2 separate regions of the Danio rerio genome follow, and region 1 is linked to region 2. Evidence: chromatin contacts called from public Hi-C data. All regions are on one chromosome and are shown on one strand. Each heading gives the region's core, a stretch centred on a gene start, on an enhancer-like site or on the middle of the called end of the contact. The rest is flanking DNA. Distances are from core to core; before and after follow the strand shown.

Region 1 (5,630 bases), core at 2,428-4,927, 110 kb before region 2:
GATTTGATCATGAAGCAGATATCAACATCAACCAGAGGAATCTCTAAAGACGTCTCCCTTTGGACAGTGGATGGCCAGTAGTGTTCAACAAAGCAGTTCATAACCGTCAGAAGATCATCCGGATGGTGGCAATTTATAGTCTCCATTGGGAACACAACAACAACGTCCACATTGCTTGACACGTTTACCTGTAAACAATATGTTGTGCTTTATCAATGCTCAATTTAAAAGAGTTAAACGATCACTACAATGATTGGGAATAGGCAATTTTTTAAGTCCCATACAGTTAAAGAGATGAGTTTCATCATTTTTTTTAATCCTTTCAGCCAATCTCCGGATCTACCAGGAGCACCTTTAGCTTAGCTTAGCATAAATCATTCAATCGGATTAGACCATTAGCATCTTGATTAAAAAGTAAAACAAAAGACTTATAATTATTCCTATTTAAAGCTTGACTCTGTAGTTACATCAAGAAACACTAACAGAAAATGAAAGGTTACTATTTTCTAGGTTGATATGACTAGGAACTAGGAACTCTAAGTGCGACGTAATAAATAAGAAACTTTGCTGGTATAAAATAGCTGAGTAACAAGATAACAGTGCTGCGTGATATCATTGTGCCTGGTGCAGCCGTGGTATGGCAGCAAAGTTCCTTAATTATTACACTAGAATGAGAGTATAGTTAATAGCCATATTTAAATTAAAATTGTTTTTAAATTGAATTTTGTGAACGAGATGCTAATGGTCTAATATCAATTAATTCTTTATGTAAAGCTAAGCTAAAAGTGCTCCCACAATAGATCAACTGAATGGACTTAAAAATGGTAATACTCAAATGTTCAACTCTAGGTGACTTGTAAAAATGAGAGCATTTGTAAAAAAAATAATAAAATAAAAAAACAAGTGAAGTGTTCCTTTTAAAACTCTCACCCTCCTTTTATTCCATGATTTACCCGTCACATATAATAAAAAAATTACAAAAAAAAACACTATACAGGAAGAGTAACTAATTGGACAGAGGGACATGATACATTACCTTGAAGGTGGACCAGATGTCCTTCCATTTGATTACTGTACCAGGGCTGTAACAGAAGCATCGACTCCCAGAATACCTGTGTGCACTGTCTCCTTTCACATCGGTGCAATCTGTCAGGATCAGAATAACACTTCTGCTTTAATTTTAAGACATGTCAAAGACAGTACAGAATCATCCACACATGCAAAAAAGAAGTCTATATAAGAGCTTCTGCCCACAGACTGAATTCATCCTAATGACTGCACTAATGATACTGCTGCATCTTCACTTTCCAAAACAACACATTCACATTTACGGTTGCTTACATTTAGCTGTACTAATCATGCAATGTATTTTCCTCATTTAAAAAAAAAAACAACATTGATTTTACAAACTGGAGACTCATAGTTAATTAAAATGATAAACAGACATACAGCTGAATGATTTATTTTGATAATGAAATAAATAAAAAGCTATACAAGAGAAAACTGCCAGCAAATCATCTATTAGACTGAAATGTTAATTTAAAATCTAAAATAGTTTCAAGTAAATATATTAAACTAAATATTTCAGCAACCAATTATTTTTAAACATAAAAATAACTGCACATGCAAGTTACTGTTATTTTACTTTTTATATTAAGTTCTCAACTGTTGCTTTTGTATAAAAGTCAGAGAAATTTGGGAACCCATACTCAGGTTTTTGCTTTGCATGTCAAAGCATGCAGATACATTACAAAAGCTGTTGATCCACTGACATCTTATGAACCAAGGGTCAAAGTTGCAACTCTGAATGTTTTATTGAATTAAAAAAAATTATCACATTAATCTTGTATGCCCTGACAGTGTAAATAAGTCGAATATTTACCTTTTTTTTTTACTTTCATCACTTTAAAATAAAGAAAATAGGCCGTCATATTGTCGTCATAAAAACAAACCACAAAGAAAAAAATAGGACCATATGGACTAAAAATTCGATCTGACAAAAATGTCAATTGACCAAAATATTGACGACATGAAGATCCTATAATGAATGAGTTTTCTGTCAGTGTAAAATTAGTATCAGAGACTACGCATATGTCCATATAAAATTTTCAAGTGAGCTAAAGCTGGATTTATATTCACACATTCAGACTTTAATAAAACGGTAAAGTTAATTTAAAAAGGCTAAGATAGCTTAATTAATGTGAGGTACTCTTATGAGCACATCGTACTATATATTATATATGACTGTAACTACATTTGACAACATTTGTCTCCATTTCACAGTTTAGATCAAAATTATTACTTGTGGTATTTTGAAGTGTCCACGATAACAACATCATGCATTATTCAATATCAGCACATGTCTATCAGAGAGACTGCAAACCTAACTCTATAAAAAATGCTGAGTTCCACACAATTGTTCTGTGTTGTTACAACATTTAGGAATTAAGTTAACGGATTAGTTTTTACAAATTTAAGTGGATTGAACATAAAACAATTAAGTTGTCCCAACGAACTCATGAATTGTGTTGTTTCAGCTCATGTAAATAAGTAGTTTAAACAAACAGCACACATAATTTTCTGAGTGTAAAATAAGAGGTTAGAAGGGTCAAGACGAGATTACAGAAAACCAGTTATGTTTACTTATCCTTAAATGGATACTAAATAATCGAAGTCATTAAAATGGCAATTAATTGCTATTTATAAAATAAATGTAAAACACGATCACCTATAAGACTTATTTACATGTAATCTTTTTTCTTACTTCTGTACTTTTACTTTAGAATGTCAAAATGGACGATAACTAACTTAAATAACATTTTACAAAAACAGAAGTCACCTTTTACGAAAAAAAAGACAATTTAGACAGGTTTTCTTGTATAAATCCCCATTCAATCTTTATCGATGTTTTCTAAGTACTGTCCAAAGTTCAAGTGAGCTAAAGCTGATTTATATTCGCACATTCGTACTTTAATAAAACGGTAAAGCTGAATCGTGAGGTATTTTACGAGCACAATGTACATTAACGTTACATCATATATGACTGTAACTGCATTTGACAACATCTGTGTCCATTACACACTTCAGTTTGCGATTATATAAAACGGTAAACAAGGGTTTACAGCCTGTGATTTCCTTACATTCAAAACTAAAACAGTAGAATCATCCTACATACACAGGGTAACTGTTTTGTACAGTTACTGATGCTTGTTTACGTTGTTGTTGCCTGTTTAGCATGTGACTCAAATCATTTACCTGCGTATGAGTATTCTCTGATTCCTTCAGCGCTTTGCCAGTAAGCGCACAGTAGAGTTAAAACGAGTATAAAAGCAGCCAGTTTCTCCATGTTTTGTTACGTTTTGTTTTAAATGGATGAATTAGACAGACTAGGTAGGTTAATGATTGGCCTGCTAAGCTAACATGAGCTAAGCTAATGTTTTCGGTTTCAAATTCGGTGGGCTTCGGGTAACCCAGACCTGACTAACAGTATCGGAGTGAATGATCGGTTTCGCTTTTGAAGTTACTTAAACATAATGTGTAGATGTTTTAATATTTTGTTATAAAACAACTAAGATGCATCAGTGATCACGTTTAAAGCCTATTTGGACGCTTGACTATGCTTGATAAAGTTAGCATGGCCGTTTAGCGTTTGACTAGTCAGGTCTTAAGCCGCAGTCAAAGGTTTGAAAGTAAACAAATGTGTAATTTATCTAATTCGTGTGTTTTCATTCATTCATTCATTCATTCATTCATTCATTCATTCATTCATTTTCCTTTTGCTCTTTATTCATCAGTTTGCCACAGCGAAATGAACCGCCAACTTTCGTATGTTTTTAGATTGAGTAAAACAGCATATGTGACATTCTGCCAGAAGCGTACATTATTTGTCCCTGAAATAAATTTAAAAATACAGTGAATAAAAAGTATTTAATCACAAAAATGTCTGAAATGGACTGGTGGTTTATTTCTGTGAGTTGTTTGCAAAGAAATATGTCATTCATTTGTTTCTTAGAATTTTTATTTTTCTTTAAAAACACTTTACAAATGCACAAAGCTGTCACTGTCCTTGTGCTCAGCCCAATTGAACAGTTTTAAGTTTTGTGATGTCAAAAAACTGTTATTTAGAAAAACAATACTTCAAAAATAGCAAGTTTAAGTTGTTACTATTCACATCAATTTATTAAAAACATTAAATTATATATATTAAAAAAGGCTACTACATATATAAAATACCAAAAAATTACAATTGTCCCCATGTTTCTGTCAGTCCTGTCACATTTGCATTAAATTTAACATAAAATGCATGCAATACTTTTATGGCTCCGAAGTGACACCATTTGACGAAGAAGTTGACAGTGATCAAGGATGCAAACATTTTATAAAGGAGATTGAACAATCTGGTAGTACACTGTGTAATATTAAAAAGAGAGAAGCTAAAAAAAAGAAAGGAAGCATTATGTAAATTTATTTTGATTAAATAAATGTTGTTTTTATTATTATTATTATCTTACCTATGTAATTTTTTTTTACCCCTGGCATCTGTTTATACTTTTTTATGAAGGATTTTTCAAATAGTACAAACAACAAAGACAATCAGATAAACAAACCATCTCCAAGCACTGCGCAGTAAATAAAAACTTACAAATGCAAGTATAAAAATAATATATATATATATATATTTTTTTTTTTTTTTTTTTTTTTTTTAATAATCAAAATAAAACAAAAGAACTCTCTTGAAACAAAAATTTCTGAGTTTTTGTAGAAAGAATTGGACAGGTTCCCAAAGTCTCCTGAATTTGTCATGTTTGTAGTTGAGGACGGTGATAAGGTAATTTTTCCAATGGAAGAAAGACTGACTACTGAGAAATCCACATGGAAGTAGTTGGAATTTAAAAAGTAGACCATTTTAGTAATACACATTTCTTAGCCAGAAATGTAAGAGTTGTAAACAGGGGTTTAAGCTCTGAGTCAAAAAGATCTGTTTTTACTTTAATTCTACAACTAATATAATTTCTCTCATTTTTATTTTGTTTTATTTGTTCATAATCATAACTGTTGTGAGATGTATATTCTTGTACTAACTTTGTACATATTTACCGATTAAAAATAAAATAAAAAAGCGATCAAGGATGTGTTCTGTCATTGAATTGTATGATTTATGCTTGTTTTTGTATGATATGATATTTTGGAGGACAACAAGCTTAAAGGTCAGACCCTGTCACATTTTATATAAGTGAAATTGTATGTTTCTGGTAGAATGTCTCTTTTAGTGTTTTGTGTTTTTCAACAGCTATTATTGAGTTTATTTTAATATTAAAGTTTGAATAATTGCATGTCCAAAAGCATTTGCAATTTGTCGGAAGGAATGAGAAACTGCTACTATGACTAATTGTTTTGAGAAATGCATTAACTGTTTTGCAAATGTAGTGTTGTGAGAAATGCACCAAAGCCACTGAGAAAAACTGTTGCTCCTTCGTTTTTACAAATATAAGTTGATTGAACATAAAACAATTAAGATTTAACAAACGGCAAATGTCATTTTTTGAGTGAATATTTATGAAGCCAGATATTTAGTTAAAAAGCCTTCAACTGACTCTACATGCAAAATGGGACTTTTAGTACCTTAACAA
Region 2 (5,521 bases), core at 1,005-3,504:
GACTTTTTTGCATAAAAAAATGTACAGAGTAAAAGAAAACATGACAAAGCCATTTGACTATCTTGTTCATAAACAATAGTGTCAGGATTTTTCATCTTGATGACATTGACACTTTCATTGACATCAATACTTGCTTTTGAGGAATGAGCTCTCCATTTTGCGCAAGTGACGTGCTTTTGCAGGTTATCAGCTAATATTTGCAGTTTGTACTAATTGTTTTGAGAAATGCATTAACTGTTGTGCAGAAATGCACTAGTGTTGTGAGGAATGCACCAAAGCGACAGAGAAAAACTGATATCTATTTTACAACCACATTGTACAAATTCTCCAGAAGATGGCAGCATTTCACTATATCGGTGCTCATGCATCGTTTTCTTGTGATTGTGAAGAGTGAAATCATGATTTGATCTAGAATTTCTCCTTTGAGACAGTAGAGGGCGCAAACCGACACATTTTCCCTTGTTTTAGGCCAAAATTTAGAAGTTTCTAGAAATACAGGCCTCAGTGACTCATATCATCATTCTTTTCAAGGGCGTTCAGAACTACTTGTCTGTATTTTTTTGGTCTATTTTTAAGCATAATACTTTTTTCCTGTATCCTGGGTTACAGAAGTAGTTTTCTCATTTCATTTCAAGGGAGAAAAAAATATATATAAATAAAAGATTTCAGATCATGAATCAAACCAATCAGCTTTGAATGTCAACACTGTTGGAAACTTAAGGTCAAATGCATTACATTGATGTAAATTTTTCTGAGATTGGCCTGATAGCACCCTTTGTAATGAAGTGTGTGAGTTCATGGAGACTTCATGGAATTTATGGGGTTGTGATTTAAATGAAGTATAAAATCTCAGCCCATAAAAAAAGCTATTTTAGTCTATAGTGATGGCTTCTTATGTATAAACAGAGATTGCTTAACTCCTTGAACTGTTACTGAATGATTGCACAAGCCCATATGTACACCTGAAATGCTCAAAGTGCCTTCATTTTCTCTTTATATTAAACACACAGAGTTTTCTTGAGCTTCCTGCAGAGCTGAGCTCTTTATTTTGCAGCCGCTAGAGATAAGCAGCTTTCTCTAAAACATGCCTCAATCCTATTTTGTTGTCAGCAAGCTTCTCACCTGGTTCCTTCTTATTTTAACATTTCCAGGCATCAGATTATTGCATCAAGTGCTTTCTATCTATCTGTCTATCTATCTATCTATCTATCTATCTATCTATCTATCTATCTATCTATCTATCTATCTATCTATCTATCTATCTATCTATCTATCTATCTATCTATCTATCTATCTATCTATCTGTCTGTCTGTCTGTCTGTCTGTCTGTCTGTCTGTCTGTCTGTCTATCTATCTATCATCCACCCATCCATCCATCCATCCATCCATCCATCTATCCATCCTTCCCTCCTTCCTTCCTTCCTTCCTTCCTTCTGTGCATCTATCTGCCTGTCTGCCTGCCTGCCTGTCTGTCTGTCTGTCTGTCTGTCTGTCTGTCTGTCTGTCTGTCTGTCTACGTCCGTCCATCCGTCCGTCCGTCCGTCCGTTCATCCGTCTATCTATCTCAAACATACCAAAAGAGAAAAAGTTTTACATGAGAGAATAATGACTTGAACCATTCAGAGATGTCTTGTTATCATCCATAATGGCTTGTACAAATCATAGATGTCATACAATGAAAATAAATATCAAATTAAAAGTAAAAGGGCATATTATAAATGTTGTTATTTTTATTTAAGTTTTTTATTTAAGACAATGTTTTTAAACGTGTAAAGTACTGATGACATTTCAAGTAATTTTTTTACAATAACTCCTGCAACGTAGTACTATTTATAAGATAAAGTAACAAACATATGTAATTTTTAGACAATTAACAAAGCATTTTTTCACCACAAATAAAACATTTGTTATTCTGACCAACTGTTTTGCTCTTTAAACGACTTATGTTAAAATTAGTTATTGTACTAACTAGTATAACGTTATGTTTATGATGTATATGGGAAAAAAAAGATAAATGTACTTAAAGCATCATCCACACAAGTTTTCTCAAATAAACGTCACTACAAAGTCAAACCCAACGCTGGCCGAAGTGAGTCATTGCAGGATGTGATGCATGGCCATCAAAAATGAAACATGCTTAATTCAGCCAATGACGTGAGAGAATACTTGCATATATTATCACGCCGCCCAATAGGACGTTAGGTGGGCGTGTACGAGTGCGTTTGCTCGGCGTTCGTCATTAAAAAGATCCTCACAGACTCAGTAGGTGCGCAAAGTGTGGGAATTGACAGTGCCGTGGCTTCCAGAACTACAAGTTGTCTTCTAGTATTATTAAAAATAAAGACATTAAAACTGAAGTAGCTCGATAGAACTGAAATGTTACAGTTTAGGGCTTCAATTGTGCTGAAGGAGTTGATTCAAACCAGCCCTAAGCGTTTGTTGTCGGACATTATTAGGCACAAAAAGACTTTACCTAACGCGTACTGCTTCAGCGCTGCTAATAATGGCAGAATATCTAAACTAAACATTGTCCATTATGGAAGGTGTTTCATTCAGCCTTTAGCTGGGAGAAGATTCCTATGTACAAAGACCGAGGGAGCGATTGAACCCACTGAGACAGCGAAGAAAGATGAGACCGTCCAGGAAGCGGCGGCAGATAAGTACGGATTTTTATTTATTTATTTTGTCAGTTGATCATGACGCATGAGAAAATAAACGTTACTGATCTGGTGTCTATTACATGTGTGCAGCACACGCGCCAAAATACGCATGAATGGCTGGCAACGTGGCGCTGTGTGTACACTTTTACAGCAAGTGGATGGAGAACATGTGTAGTAATATTGTTATTAAACATGATTGATAAAAGTATAATAATACCGATTTTATTTGGTTTTGAACGAGTATGCAACGTTTCTGGAAATGGGACACTCCCTATTAATGTGAAGGGCATTCATACAAGCTAGATCTGTCATATGTGATGTTTTTGAACGGATTTTTATTCGTGAGTGAAGCTGACTTCCATGCACTGACTCGTATTTTCCGTTCACTTAAAGTGTGTCCTCTTTTTTTGAAGCGTGACTTCTGATCTGTCATTACATACTAAACAAGCCAATAGTATTCTAGTGTGGACTGTGAATAAGCATTTCATTGGTTTAACACTGATGGAATACGCCCCCTTTTTATTTATTTTTATTTATCTTTTTATTTTACCATGAATTTCCCATTCAGATATGCACCCCAAAATGGCAGCACAAAAAGTTTCAGATACAAAATTAGACACATAAAACATCACAAATTAAAATTTACACAAAACATTCACATGATTAATCCAGGTAGGACTTCAGAAGATTTTAAAAAATATTTAGAGATGGATTTGTTTCTAATATGATAACACTGATAACGCATTTCATTTAATAATGTAGGGCTGAAATGGGATAACACTGTTTTACTAAACTCTACACTCTTAGAAGAAATGGTGCAATGTTGTATTAAAATAGGTACAAACCCTTGTCACTGGGGCAGTACCTTTTTATGGGACAGAATTGTACCTTAAGACAAAGAAATACATTTGTACCATTGCCGTTTGAACCTAAAAGTACATGATTTGAACCATGGAAAACCAAAATGTCCCTTTGGCTTTTGAAACCTGCAGTTACAATATTGTACCATCATCAAAGGGACAAATCTGATCTATGAAGGTACCACTACAGCGACAAGACAATTTGTACCTTAACAGTGTCAAAAATGCTTACTAAACATTTATTTAAAATGCCTTAAATGTTTAGTTTACAATACCTATAGGTTTATATTTTGCCAGTTTTGTATTATTGAACTTAATGAATGTTCATGAGTTTCTATAAACATATGTTTTAAATGATGATTCTTGTTTTAATATGGAAATTATTAATAAATCACTTTGCCTTTCCAGTAATATTTATTTTATACATATTGTAATAAAGAAGGAGTTGTTCAACGTTTATGTACCTTTTTATGAGAGCAATTGTGTACCTTCACTTCACAGTTGTACCATAAAAGGCACAGAACAGCATCATAAGAGGTCTTTTCTGTACCATATAAGGTACAATATTTACAAAGGTACAAAACTGTTCCTCAAGGAACATTTTTTGTACCACCGTGTATCTTTTTTTCTGAGAGGAACAGTTAAATGTAGTTTAAAAGAATTTAGTGTACTATAACTACAAGTATAACATGATAAAAGTTTACAAATATAAGATGGCAATATACCCAATAATGCTCTAGCGGTGAATAGAAGCATAAGCATGTTTCTCCTTTGGTGCAGGGAAAACCATCAAACCATTTTGTACAAAGTACAATGATGGGTATGTGAAGATGCATTTATCACAAATCGTATTGCAGCATGAACTATACTGTCCAGCTTTTTTAAATAATGGCAGGTTTGCAGGCAAGGCAAGTTTATTTATATAGCACATTTCATACACAGTGGCAATTCAAAGTGCTTTACATAAACAGGAATAAACGTACCTAATGTTGGAGCACATCTGATCATTTCTGGAAGCTGATTCCAGCAGCAGGGGGCGTAATAGCTGAAGGCTGATTCACCCTGCTTTGACTGAACCCTTAGAATTTCTTGTTTATTTGATCCTAAAGATCTGAGTGATTTGTTAGGTTTGTATTCAGTGAGCATATCTGTAATGTATTGAGGTCCTAGGTCATTTAGTGATTTATATACCAGTAATAATACTTCAAAACAGGGGTTACCAATCTCAGTTCTGGAGGGCCGGTGTCCCTCCAGAGTTTAGCTCCAACTTGCCTCAACACACCTGCCTGGATGTTTCAAGTATACCTAGTAAGACTTTGATTAGCTTGTTCAGGTGTGTTTGAGTAGGGTTGGAGCGAAAATCTGCAGGACACCGGCCCTCCAGGAACAAGTTTGGTGACCCCTGCTTTAAAATATATTCTGAATGTAACTGGGAGCCAGTGTAAAAACCTGAGGACAGGTGTGATGTGCTCTGATATTCTGGTTCTAGTCAGAATCCTGGCAGAAGCGTTCTGGATGAGCTGCAACTGTTTGACTGTCTTTTTGGGAAGGCTAGTGAGGAGTCCATTACAGTAATCCACCCTGCTGGTGATAAAAGCATGAACAAGTTTTCAATGAAAACAATGCATCTAATTCTTGCAATGTTTTTAAGTTGATAGTACGCTGATTTACCAACTGCTTTGACATGACTATTGAATCTCAGATCTGTCTCCAGAATCACACCAAGATTCTTGACCTTGACCATGCATATAACTACATCTCCATAATCTAAATAATCACTGAATAGAAACAGATTTGGATAATTCTTTTTCTTGTTTTGAAATGACTTCTTAATACAAAAAAGAAAACCCAATTTTGGCCTGAGCGTCTTTACACGATTTTTAATATGAATATTAAAACCCAACCACTCATCAAACCATATGTCTAAATATTTATAGACCACTTTGAGGGATGTAAACAAAAACAATGATCCCATCATATTTCCTGTTAGATTTTTAATTT

Evidence for each region. Hi-C and Micro-C count contacts between places; a contact is called where the count stands out from the background.
Region 1: a Hi-C map of hematopoietic stem cells shows a contact between it and region 2, with 2.6 times the contacts expected there. The contact joins the promoter of nemp2 here to the promoter of glsb in region 2. A contact is called at or near these places in 2 of 18 Hi-C or Micro-C datasets (caudal fin and hematopoietic stem cells) and 1 of 4 datasets of contacts at active chromatin or transcription factors (caudal fin).

The regions. Positions count from the first base shown.
Region 1 is chr9:43,187,224-43,192,853 of GRCz12tu, reverse strand. nemp2 (nuclear envelope integral membrane protein 2) reads right to left here and starts at 3,677. Exons shown (of 9, transcript NM_001423789.1): 1 at 3,256-3,677; 2 at 1,037-1,146; 3 at 1-188. The coding sequence starts at 3,346.
Region 2 is chr9:43,077,350-43,082,870 of GRCz12tu, reverse strand. glsb (glutaminase b) reads left to right here and starts at 2,254. Exons shown (of 18, transcript XM_688079.11): 1 at 2,254-2,660. The coding sequence starts at 2,377.